Regions from separate parts of the Gossypium hirsutum genome. Here region 1 is linked to region 2. A link is a contact called in public Hi-C data. All regions are on one chromosome and are shown on one strand. The core of a region is the stretch at or near the end of the contact, and the rest is flanking DNA. Distances in the headings are between cores, read along the strand shown.

Region 1 (6,217 bases), core at 530-3,029, 120 kb after region 2:
AAACTTGATTTAACACCGTTAGGATATGAATGACATGATTTTGATTGTATGTTTATACAATTGTATGGGAATGTATTGCATCGATATAGCATGATTCTGTTTTGTATTGTATAGTAGCATTTCGTAACCCTAATTCGATAATGAAGATGGGTAAGGGGTGTTACATTCATTCTGGAAGGTGTCGTGTGATGTACAAGCAACGTGTTGCAACATAGGGAGCAGTCCACTGACTCCTTGGCTTAAGTTAGGGTCTTACACACTCAACTAGCATGTTAGTCTTCCCTTAGGCTCAAATCAGCCTAAAAGGTCATAAAATACTCCAAATTGCTCACTTTGTTAACAAATTACTCAAAATAGAAACTTAACGAAAACATTACTTATTTGCTAGAAAATGAGCTCACTAAGTACTGAAAATGACCTAATTTACCACAACGAATTATGGCAGATCACTAAGTAATATACTATCTAAAACCCAAAAACAATATCTAAATGAACTTCCCAATCTGTTGTTTTTAACTAATATTTATAGTTTTCATGTATTATGACCTAATTAGGTTGATTACAAACTGATTTACAAATTGAATGAGGTTGTGCGGACGAAAACACCTTTGCAAAATTATTGGGCTCGTCGAGTCAATGTCACGACGTTCCCTAGCCAATGTCACGACTTTGTGGGTAGACTACTCGATCTCTTGGATTCAGGGTGAATGTCATGACTTTGCTATATCGGTGTCGCAACTTTGTGCCTAGTAGCTTGTCCCGTGATTTCTGTTGGAAATTTGACTAAGTGTTGAGCCTTGCTTCCAATGTCACAACTTCCCTTTTGAATGTTGCGACATTCATGTTAGTCTACTGACTCCTTCGCTTAGATTGTTGTCTTGCACACTCTATTAACTCGCTAGTTCCTCCTTAGGCCAGAATTGGCTAAAAAATAGCTCAATTTATTCAATTTAAACTAAAAAATAAAATTTTCTAAAAATAAATATAAAAGATATAAAATTACTTAATACAAGCTGCTTAGGTACTGAAAAAAAGCTTAATTTGGCATAATAAATTATGGAATATCATCGTTACCCCAACCCAAATTTCCTTTAAATTTTTTTACAAAAACCAATGACACGATGCCATGTGTCAAAAAAAGTAAAAAATTCACTTAAAAATAAAAAATAGAACAATTAAAAAATAGTTAAAAATAAAAAATCATAAAAAATCCAAAAAAACTTAGAAAATTATAAAAAAATCTATTTTTAAAATTATAAAAAATATTTTCAAGATTTTATAAGTATGCAAAAATTCCAAAAAAAATTTAAAATTTTCATAAAAATTTTAAATTTTTTTTTTCTAGAATTATATATATTTTAAAAAATTACAATTTTATGAAAAATTTTAAGAATTTTAAGGTATTGTTTTTTTTTGGAAATTTTAGGGGTTCTTTTTGCATTTTTATGAAAACTTGAACATATTTTAAAGGAATTTTGAATATTTTTAATAAAAAAATACAGTAAAACTCTAGAAAACCTAAAAATTCTAAAATTTTCTAAAAAAATTAAAATTAAAAAAAAACAAAATTTAAAAATTTTATGAAATTTTTAATTTTTTATAATATTAAAAAATAAATTATAATTTTTCACCCTCGCCTATTCTTTTTTTTTTACATAATATCCCTAGAAAATTTAGTATATCTTTGCTTCTCATATTGTATTGTACTTATTACAGTTTAAAAAAAAAATTGAAATATCAGTCTATAAAACTAAAATTACTGCGCAATTCGCGTGTAAAAAAGATCATGACGTTTCGGAAAAAATCATTAAATGATTGATTAATAGTTTATTATAGTGATAAGAACATTTATTTGTTTATACTTTATAGTTGTTTTATACCCATTCTCTCATCATTACTCACAATTATGAGTGTAAAGATGAACTTGTATTCCTACTACAACTCATACTCTTTGGTTGGTTGATTCCATTATTTAGATCTGAATGCATAATCAGCTTTGTTGGAATTTTCAACGCTTCTTGATCAATCTCGATCCCCTGTAAGTCAAAATCATTTCTTTTCTCTTTTTCTCTCTTCAAAAATCTTCACCCTTTCTTCCCATTTTCTGCCCTAATTTTGATTTTTCTTTTTGAAAAACATTAGGGCAATGCAAAGTACTGACCTGGATCACTGGAAAACTTAACATTTTAGAAAAATTGAGTTTTTTTGTGTGAAATTAACTGAAGCAGAATCATGCTAGAAAAGAAAGTTGATTTTTCTAAATTTTGTTTAGTTTCATGTTACAAAATCCTTTTTATTTAAAGTTTTTTGGGTGTTTATTTCAGGGTTGAAACGGTAAATGCAGCTTCAAATTTGTAAAAGTTGAAGTGGGTATTAGCCCAAGGAGAAAAAACAAAAATTATTCGTCCAGAATTTGTTTGGTTTAGTGGATTTGGGATTGACAGAAAAGTAGAAGTAAATGGTGTTTTGGGAAGGATATGTGAGTGATGAAGCAATGGGGACAGTTGCCCCGGTTGTTGTATATTGGTTGTATGCTGGGTTTTATCAACTCTTACCACCTTTGGATAAGTACCGTTTACATACTAGAAAAGAGGAGGAAGAGAAGAATGCCGTGCCTTTCGTTTCAGTTGTTAGGGGTGTTCTATTTCAACAGCTTGTTCAAGCAACTGTTGCTAAATTGCTCTTTCTGGTTAGTCGTAAAATCATGTTATTTTAAATCTTCCTTGACAAACTTTACTCTTCCATATAAGTTTGTCGAATTTATTTCAGAATCAAGAGATCACTTTCTATTCTTGGCTTCTTTGTTATGTAGATGGGGTGGTTTAATTTGTTTTACGGTAGATTTTGTGCTTGGCCTTAGCTTTGATGTCAATGTCATAGGAGGAGCCCTTATATCTAGCATGCAGTTATGAGTTAACAATAGCTGTAACATCTTAAAATAGGGAAAAAGAGCTGGTAATTAGTGAATATAATGTCCAAAAAACCAAAAAAGCGTGTATTGTTAAATACTAATTTTGTGAAACATCTTAGTATCTGATACGTAATAAACCATAAGACAAAATTCCTGAAGTATCATATTACATGTAACAACATCTTGGTGGTTTTAGAATCAAAATATTCACAAATGCCTCTGCAATAAAAAAGTAAATGGGTAATAAAATCTGTATAGTTTACTTGCAAATTTCACTAATTTTGCCATAGTGTTTGTGGTTCAGAGTAGGCTCAAGCATAGATGCTTCATTTAGTTCAGTCATGACTTTTGCAAATGAAAGTGAGGTGGTGAAAATAGCAGTGCTTCCAAGTAGGTTTGATTGTTCCCTATAGTTTATGAACTCAGTTTATTCCACTCCCCCCTCCTACCTTATGAAATCTACTAGGATAGAGAAGCTTTAGATTTGGTTTTAAGTTTGGAATCAAGTTTGAATACCTTCTTTAGTTGCTTCATTGTTAAAAAAAGTTGGAGGCATGACCAATTTTGGTAAGTGATATTTGATGCAACAAGTCAAATTTGGATAGGATAAAGACCAACGAATTCTATCAGGACTAGGGAATGAGTACATTGGTCTCAAGGTATCAGAAAAAGACCTAAAAACAGTAGGATTATATATTTTACATGTGGGATTATATATTTTTTAGCGAAGCACATGCAAGGATTGTTAGTCTTTTATTTTTTGAGCTAGTACAATTTGCATTTGCAACGGGTTTGCAGCTGAATAAGGGAAATATTTGAAGCTTGGGTTCATTTCATTTGAGAAATCCTTGAGATGTAATGTACAAGGGAAGACAATTTCGTTCACATTGTGTGCTTTTCTTTTCTTTTTTTCCCTTACCCATTGCCCTTCTTCTAGAGGGTAGTGGTAAGGACTGAGTATTTTTTGGGGGGCCTTTATCCTCTAATCTTAGTTCTAGTTTGTCATCCTCAACCTGTTGCGTATAACTACTTTCTAATGACAAAAAAGCTTTTTCTGGTGCATGAGGACTTCTCATGGTATCTTATTGCGTGTTTTAATTTAAAATTTAAACATTGAAGTAAAAATTTGTGTATGTTGATGCTATTTCTCCAAATTTGATTCTTGGCTTGTACAATTCATGATAATAAGATGTCCTCTAAGTTGCATTTATTTTTCTCCTCATACTGGTGCTGGCATTTTCTTTGAGTTTTAGAATACAATGGAGTTTATATAATTAAGAGGAAAATAGCTAATAACATGATATGTTCCTCTTGCCTTGGTCTTGCTTGTAAACTGTCTAGAATAGCACTTGGCTCAGAGCTCCATCAAGTGTGTCAAATAAGTGGTCATGCATTTTTAATTCACTCATTCGTGATCTGACAGTTTGTTGATTGGATGATTTTTTTTTTTTTGGGGCAGAGGTGATTGGATGCTTGAAAAGAAAACCATCTCAGTTCCCCTCCATATAACCAACCAAATCTATCTTTTTCTCTCTTGTCCTCATTTTTACTTGCCATATATTTTTCCATTTGTCATGTTCAAGATTTATTAGTAACAACCTGAAACTATCTTTTGCCCTTCTATATTCAGCCATCTTCGTCTCTTCTCTGATCAGCTGAGTAAGCCAAGCTAAAATAGTCAAAATCTAATGTACTGAGTGCCTCTAGTAGCACTGGTCATAGAAGTGGATCCAGGAGACCTTATGTTCCTCCAAGCACCTGGAAAGTCAGAAGGTGGCATGTGTTTGGATTCTTTTGTTTAATAAGTTTGTTAGGTAGTATTATGTCCTAAAAACTGTTTTTTCTTTGTCTCAGTGAGGTTAAGTGAAAAATGTGGCTTATAATCATAATGATCCCCCTTTTTTTTTTTGTACAATTCTCATTTATTTCATATCACAGTTTTTCAACCAATCACATAGCTGAGCTGGGCTTTAATTTTCTTTTTGAATTCCGACATCTTCGTTTCCTTCCTTGTATTTGAATGTATATTACCTCAGATCTTCTCATATATGTAGTTCCACTGTGTTAGCCGTGAAGTCTATCTATATGGCCTTGTTCTTTGGGAACCAAAGTCTTAACTTCTTTTGTTGCTTTCTCAATGAGATGGGCATCATACATGCTTTCTTCATTTAACTTCTGCCTTGCCTGTAAAATGTTTTTGTTACTGGAAATGTCTGTTTGCTTATAATCTGCAAAAAAAGTAATTTCAGTTGAAAACTTTGTTGATTAAATAGCTTTAGCATTTATTAGCGTTTTCTGAGAGGTTGAAGAACCGGTATGACTTAGATAATAGAAGTTTCAATAAGATGATAAGCTTGCTCATGTGTTGAGTACCATTACCTAATTAATATTCTTTTGTTCTTGCAATGGTTATAACTTTTATATGTTGAGTACTTTTACCAGATTAATGTTCTCGTATTCTTGCTGTAGTTGACATCAACGGCAGATGCATCTGGGACCACAATCCAGCCTTCAGTTCCTGTTCAACTTGCGCAATTTATTGTTGCAATGCTTGTCATGGATGCATGGCAGTACTTTGTTCACCGTTTCATGCATCAAAACAAATTTTTGTACCGTCATGTCCACTCCCAACATCATAGGCTGGTTGTTCCCTATGCAATTGGGGCCCTTTACAATCACCCACTTGAGGGTCTCTTGCTCGATACTTTTGGTGGTGCCATCTCTTTCCTTGTCTCTGGAATGACTGCACGAACAGCTGTAGTTTTCTTCTGTTTTGCTGTGATTAAAACTGTGGATGATCATTGTGGGCTATGGTTGCCTGGTAATATTTTCCATATATTTTTCTGGAATAACTCTGCTTATCATGACATCCATCATCAACTCCAAGGCACAAAGTATAACTACTCTCAGCCGTTCTTCGCCAACTGGGATAAGCTACTTGGAACTCATATGCCTTATGATCTTTTGAAGCGACCGGAGGGGGGTTTTGAGGTAAGGCTAAAGAAAGACTAGTCACATTCTGTTGATTTGTCTTGTGTAGTTAGAGGCTCTCGCTTCACACTGTTAACAGTTTTTTCCTTGAGGTTGTGCCATTCTTGAGAAGTTGAATTTGTTTTGTTTGAGGCTTTAAGTTCTAGGGATCCGGCATGTCATTGGGTTATTTATTTATTTATAGTTGCTTGACCATGTTCTGTATTGCAATTGTTTCACCAACTAATATTTGCTTTATGTTACCCGGTATTTAAATCTTCATGTTGTGTAATTTGTATGGGACTAGCTGATGAGCTGTTCAAGAGGGCTAGAATT
Region 2 (6,947 bases), core at 3,484-5,983:
TTTTCGTTCACCTTTTATGGAGAATCTAGAGCAGGATTCTATTAAGCCTTGCATCTTGTTTGAGATATTTCTTCCACATCAATCAATTAATAAATGCATATTCATTCTGCTTATACTTTATTGAAATGAGCCTAAATCTCCCTCCCTGTCTCTTATTCTTTCTATTTGGAATGGCAAAATTAGTGTTCCTTGAATAAGACAAGTTTCATTGTGTCTGACTCCCATTCTTTTCTTTGTCCACCTATGAGTAACTACATCATACTTCAGGCATACTTTTTTCTGGATTCATAGAATAACATGCTCTACCTCATTAAAAAGTGATCATTATATCTCTTAAAAGTGCGATAATACTTCTTGTGTATTTACTTGATGTTGTGCTGATTGTCTTTTATTTTTATTTTAGGGGCAAAAGTTGTCTGAAGTAAAGGACCTATACCTAGTTGAGGTCATTTTTAAAGCTATTTGCTATTGTTTTATTATTTAGCAATTAATGTCAATAATTCTGTTGTTTGTGTTGTGGCTTAATGACTTCTGAATATCTTTTCCGTGATGCTTCTTAGGTAGGAGTTTACTGCTCATTCAATCAACTTTTAGAGAATGGGTTCTATCATGCTGATCCTCACCCAGGAAACCTTTTTCGTACATTTGATGGGAAACTGGCATATATTGGTATTCCTCTTGAATATGGATAAATTTTTGGTTAATTATAGTCGGTTTGAGGCTTCTGTTTTTAGTTTTTATTATTTTTGCTTGACATATAGATTAACATTTTTTTTTTGTTATCTTTTAAAATTTTCCTAATTTTAAAGATGATTTCATTATATATTGACCATGTTGTCGTTTTATAAATGCTTTTCACTCTCTATGTAGAAATAGAGATGGGTAACTTTTGAAGGTTGATAGTTTGTTGGGATGGCTGTCCATTAAATTAGTTATTTAAAATTTGTTTATTTCATATATTTTTAACAAATTTGCTAATAATATGGGAATGATTTTTTAATTGATGTTAGCAATCACCTTGCTACATTTAAATATCCAATATATTAGTTTTCTTCTTTTCTACTTCTCTCTCTCTCTTTGCGTGTGGGGATGGGGGATTTGCCTATTAGCTATACTCTTCTACCCCATATAAATAACACCTGAACCATTATCATCTATCAATAATTGCTAAAGGTCCAGAATTAACCTTTAATATCTTTAATGACCAGATTTTGGTATGATGGGTGAATTTAAACAAGAGTTCAGAGAAGGATTTATTGAAGCTTGTCTCCATCTTGTAAACCGTGATTTTGATGCACTGTCTAAGGATTTTGTCACTCTCGGGTACTGCAATTTTCACGTTTTCCAATTATATCTGAAAAAAAAATTATTATATTGATTCAACATGTCGAAGCCTGGATTAATTATTAACTAACAGTACTTACCGGGAATCTTATTTGTTTTGGTTAAATTACAGGCTTCTTCCACCAACTGCGGAAAAGGAGGCTGTTACAAAAGCTTTAACAGGTTTCCTTTCTATTTCTAGATGAGACTGCGCTCCAAAGATCTGTACTTTTAGAAATTGATTGCCTCTCTGAACTAATTAGTAATTATCGCCTCTCCTTGATCATCTGTCTTTAGGTGTCTTCCAGGATGCAGTTGCCAAAGGAGTCCGAAATATAAGCTTTGGAGACCTTTTAGGAAATTTGGGAACTACCATGTAAGGAGTTCTGTTTGATTTTTATCATATGCATTGAAATTATGTTCATGTGCTATTCTCCAATGTTTGTCCTTGTTATGTTGGTAATTTGTATGTTTGTAAGTGTGTAGATCTTCTCTCTAGCATGTGCAAGTCACGTATGAACAAAGGTTGATTACTTGAAACAAATAATAATATATTGAAAGCACTGAAAATAGAAACTAGGGACATTTCTTGAAGTACGTAAAATTAAATAGACAGGAAAGTGAGGGAACCCACAAAAGAGATGCTCCAATGGTGAAGAGAGCTAACTTGTGAACAATGCCATGCTACCAGGAAAATTTAAGATGGTTAGTTCTGAGTTAAAACTGATGTACAGTTGAGATGAAATTTTGATTCATTAATTCAGGAAGCATTTACTTTTGCCAGTATAAGAATTGAAAGCACATCTGTAGGTATAATACAGCTTGTTAAGTGATAGGAGCTGCAGAAAAAGAATAAAAGGAAAAGTATTTTATTTGCAAACATGAGTGCAAGAATCTTAAACGCCCAAACATTGTTTGTGTGGAGTGGACAAATCTCCAATACAATGAACAAAATGACTTGTGCTGAAATTGAACCGGTTAAACAGCTTATTTATACTAGTAAAGCCTTAAGACATTTCCTCAAACTCAACAGAATAACATATCAAAAGAAAGTGGCTGTGCAGAATCTGCAAGTAGTTGCAGATTCCCCTTGATATTAGGAAGTTTGAATCTGCAAGTAGTTGCAGATTTCCATTGATATGAGGAAGTCATGTAGACTTTGCAAGTTGTTGAAGATTCCCCTTGATTTTTGTGAGACCCTATAATGGCTGACTTCTTCCATATTCATGTGATGCTCATGTGGTAATTTATATTTTTCCTCCTAGGGTAAGTTTTTAAGGGAGGTGTCGTATCATTAAACTTTCTTAAAGAATTCTAGCCACTAAAAACTGTGCTGGTATTTGTTGTGTAATAAAGAGTTGAAGGCTCAAGGAAAGTTCCACTTGTCCATCTGGCACGTGCCCTGTCTTTTGGAAAGCATAGACTTGCATGAAAAAAACAAAACATTGAACCAGTTATCTCTCCAATAGATTTTCCTTATTACTACCTGCATCAGCAGATAATTAGTTGTTGAAAATCAGAAACGAAATTAGAAGAAAGAAATGAAGAATTTGTGTTTATTGAGAATGAGAAAATACATGGGTATTTATACAACATATGTAGGCCTATCTAAGGAAATATTATAGCTATAAATGAGTAATCAATCCCTAAATATCAGTAATATAACTTAATCTTGATTTGGTCAGCTTGATTTGATCACCTGTCGACACTCCCCTCAAGTTGGTGCATAGACATCACACATGCCCAACTCACGAACTAAATTGTGATAGGTCTTGTTGCTCAATCCTTCTTTAAACACGTTAGCTAACTTCTCGTCAGATGTCACATGAATTAAGTTTAAGACACGCACTTGTAGTCAATTTTTCTTTGATAACGTGATGATTGATCTCTATGTGTTTTGTTAGATAATTTTAAACTGGATTTTGAGCTATGCTTACAACAACTTTGTTGTCTCTGTATAAGTATAATTTTTCTTTTCGTGGAGAGTTCAAATCCTCCAACACTTTTCGTAACTACAAGAGCTCACAAACTCCTTGAACTGTAGCTTTGTATTCTGCCTTAGCACTTGGTTGAGCATCTGCAGTTTGCTTCTTGCTTCTCCAAGTGACTAGGTTGCATCCCACAAATGTGCAATACCCAGATGTAGACCTCCTATCATTTAGAGTTCCAACCCAATCTGCAACTGTGTATGCTTCTATTTGGAGATGACCATGTTTAGAGAAAAGAAGACCTTTTGCTGGAACATGAATCATGTACTTGTCTGTCTGAATATGAATCATGCATGAACTAGCTTATTATATTGATTGCATGTACTTTGTCTGGTCTAGTGTGTAAGAGATAAATCAGTCTTCCAACCAATCTTTGATATATCTTCTTCTCCATTGACTCTCCAATCCTTGTTTGCAACTTATGATTACTCTCCATAGGTCATTCTGCAGGCTTGCAACCCATCATACCAGTTTTTTTCCAGAAATCTAGGATATGTTTTCTCTGTGAGATGAAGATTCATTTTTTCTTTATTTGGCAACTTCAGTCCCTAGGAAATATTGTAGCCTCCCTCCCTCTTTTATTTCTAATTCCTGAGCCAACCACCCTTTTAGCTGAGTCATCTCTTCTTTTTCATTTACTGTCATTACAATGTTGTCAATATATACTATAAGAAGAGTGATCTTACCCTTGTAATGTCTTATGGAGAGGGTATGATTATCATTGCTTTGTTGCTAACCAAACGAGATCATGATTTTGTTGAATCTGTTAAACCATGCTTTTGGAGATGTTAAGTCAGTTTGGTTAAATCGGTTAAGACTGTGAAGGTTGGTCAGTTTGATTATAGTAGGAGGGTCTTTGGTTAATTCGGTTATGTTTAACAAAACATGATCAAATCAATTGATTTAATCGCTTGCTTGCCCTTATTGATGCCTAAACTTTGCCACTTGGTCTAGGTTGGTGCATAAAGGTTTTCTGGACTAAGTTGGTAGTTCTACCATTACACGCTTTGCCCCTAAAAGTTAGCACTATTAATTGTTTGCTAATTTAGCATCTTCAACCACTTAGGAAACATGTTGGTTAAAAAAATTTAAACCATGTTAGCTTTTTGTTATATATCTCTTTGCAGACGTGTAATATACATATGAATAATTTTTAATTTCTTTCAGTTTTCAGTAAATTAAATACATTTAATAAATAAAACACTTTAATTTTTTTACTTTCTCATCCTTTAAAACCCTCCCAAAAAGACGTAATCTCCTTTCATCTCTATCTCAATTTTTGATGGAAGCTTCTTTTCGTTCCCTTTGATCCATTCCAGCCCTCTTAATCCTTGCCCAAACAAAAGCTGTGCCCTAGACCCCACAATTTAAGCTTTCCTTGCCTTATTCAGCACCGTTAAAAATGACTTGAATCTGTATGGCTGGTGAGTCAAATTCGTGGGTTTTAGCTTTGTTCCGGAGTTGTAAGCATAACATAAAAAGATTCCTTACAAGAATTGGTGGTGGGGGATGAAACTTCGACAACGTCAGTTTGAGACAACAAGAAGTTCAAAGGGAAAAATGGAGTGAAAGTTTGAAGACGCAGTGCAAATTGTATTTCATCTTCAAATCCATTAAGTTGTATTTGCCAAGTTTTTGGTTTATAAAAGAAAGTGAGAATTTGTAGCTGACAGAAACTTATATAATTTTTTATATGATCTATATTAATTTATAATTTATCTATAATTTCTTTAATTTCATTACTTTTTCATAATTTATATATTTGAGGTTTTATTTTTTAATAATTTATTTATATTTTTTGAGATTTGCAAAAATTATATATTCTTTTTTGAATTTTTATTGTATTTATATGCTTTTATAAAAATTGATTTTTTTTAATATTTATAGTTTTTTATTTTTTATTTTTGAAACTTTTAAACTAAAGTTGGCAATGTTTTGACATTATTAATAATACAGTGAGAAGCGATTGTATGAAACTGTGATCTCAGGTCATATATATTCTTTTCCAATATGAGAATGACAAATCGGATTTTTCCTCCTGATTTTTAGCATTTTTAGTTGGATTTGAATTTTTTCAGGAGAAAAAAAAACTGAAAATCAGGTGGAAAAATCTGATTTGTCATTTCCCAATTGGAAAGGGATATAGATGACATGGAATCACAATTTCATACAATCCTTTCTCATAAGACAATAGGATGATGTGGATTAATTTAGGGTGATGTGAATTCAACATGACACGCTTTGATTAGGTAATGGTTGCTATAAAAGTCTTCGTCAAACAAAACTTTACCAACCTAGACCAATGGTCCATTTCAGGTGCAAAATATGCATTAACCCAATTATTTACATTGACAAACTGCTTTTGGTGGAGATGGAATCTTTGGATGATCGAGCGGAAAGAATGGCTTTTTTCTATTGGGAAAAGAAAAATAGCTTTATTTGGTAGGAGTAAGAAGGAACTATTGCTGTGGGTGAGCAGATTAGTCATCTCAATAAGTTTATTGACTAGTATTGTGTTATATGATCTTCTAGAGGTGGCACTTAAATTGTTCTCAGAGATGTTCCCAATATTCATGATTTCATTTTCAATTTTTGGCAGGTACAAGTTCAAATTTCAAATACCTTCATATTTTTCTCTGGTTATTCGTAGGTAATGGTTTTCCTTAGAGATTTGATGCGTCTTCCATACAACTTCATGCTGTTTGTTCAGAAATTTAGAATCTTATATGTTGCCATGTTTATGCCTATTAATTGGTTTACTTATCCTTCTCTAGTCTAGCTGTATTGGAGGGAATTGCAATAAGTTCTGACCCAAATTACAAAGTTTTGGGTAGTTCATATCCATGGATTGCAAAAAAAGTATTGACTGACAGTTCACCTCAACTGAAGTCTTCTTTGCAGGCTCTTCTTTATAAGGTACATGTATACTGATTCTTCTTTATTGAAATGTTATTGTTTACTGTGTTGTACTTTACATCATGGACATAGCTTACCAACATTCTAATTAGGTTTGTAATCTGTTAGGATGGTGCTTTCAGAATTGATCGTCTTGAATCCCTATTGACAGAGGTGAGATTTTCCAATCTTTTTGCTTACTCACCATACTCCCCCCTTTGTTTCTTCTCTCTCCTTTTACCACACAGATTACAACATATGGCATCCTGTTGTATATGTGAGAAACAAAACACTTGATAAATTTCCTATTATCTTTGGTCCAGTTTTGCCTTTTTGTCTTATTCCTGCAAAACAACCGCCACTGGAGTTCTGAGTTTTAAACAGTCCCAAGTATTGAAGGAACTATTTCTGCTTCCCAGTCAAAAAGTTAGTAGTATATTTGTTTGTATCTGCATCCTTCAAACAATTAGGTCATCTTCAAACTATTTTTTCTCACCAGTCTAAAAATTTAGATCAGATGTGTATTGATTAGGAGCTTCTTTCAAACAATTAGGTCATTTCGTGCAGCTTATACTCATGGACATTTTCTTCTATAATAATTTCTAATCTTTCCCTTTCCTATTTCTTTTCCTTCTATGAATATCCCTGCACCTTCCTCAGTTTATTCTAGTCCTAAAATGATTCATATGGCAGTCCCTTCGTGCTCGAACTGAGAAGGCCTTGGTTAAGATACAAAGAGAA

The links. Hi-C and Micro-C count contacts between places; a contact is called where the count stands out from the background.
Region 1: a Hi-C map of hypocotyl shows a contact between it and region 2, with 2.2 times the contacts expected there. The contact joins the promoter of LOC107889713 here to the enhancer-like site in region 2. A contact is called at or near these places in 5 of 34 Hi-C or Micro-C datasets (hypocotyl, leaf and petal).

The regions. Positions count from the first base shown.
Region 1 is chrD06:30,493,282-30,499,498 of Gossypium_hirsutum_v2.1, forward strand. It overlaps LOC107889713 (very-long-chain aldehyde decarbonylase GL1-9), which reads left to right and starts at 1,780. Exons shown (of 3, transcript XM_016814252.2): 1 at 1,780-2,038; 2 at 2,325-2,689; 3 at 5,381-6,217. The coding sequence starts at 2,459. The coding sequence ends at 5,923.
Region 2 is chrD06:30,367,263-30,374,209 of Gossypium_hirsutum_v2.1, forward strand. It overlaps LOC107889745, which reads left to right. Exons shown (of 20, transcript XM_016814338.2): 9 at 404-445; 10 at 561-669; 11 at 1,209-1,323; 12 at 1,457-1,506; 13 at 1,621-1,699; 14 at 5,911-5,961; 15 at 6,086-6,227; 16 at 6,336-6,380; 17 at 6,900-6,947. Among protein-coding and RNA genes, the nearest start is that of LOC107889745, 16 kb to the left of the region's middle. Within about 2 kb of position 4,734, at least 2 of the 9 cell types and tissues checked have an H3K27ac peak or open chromatin away from gene starts, as enhancers often do.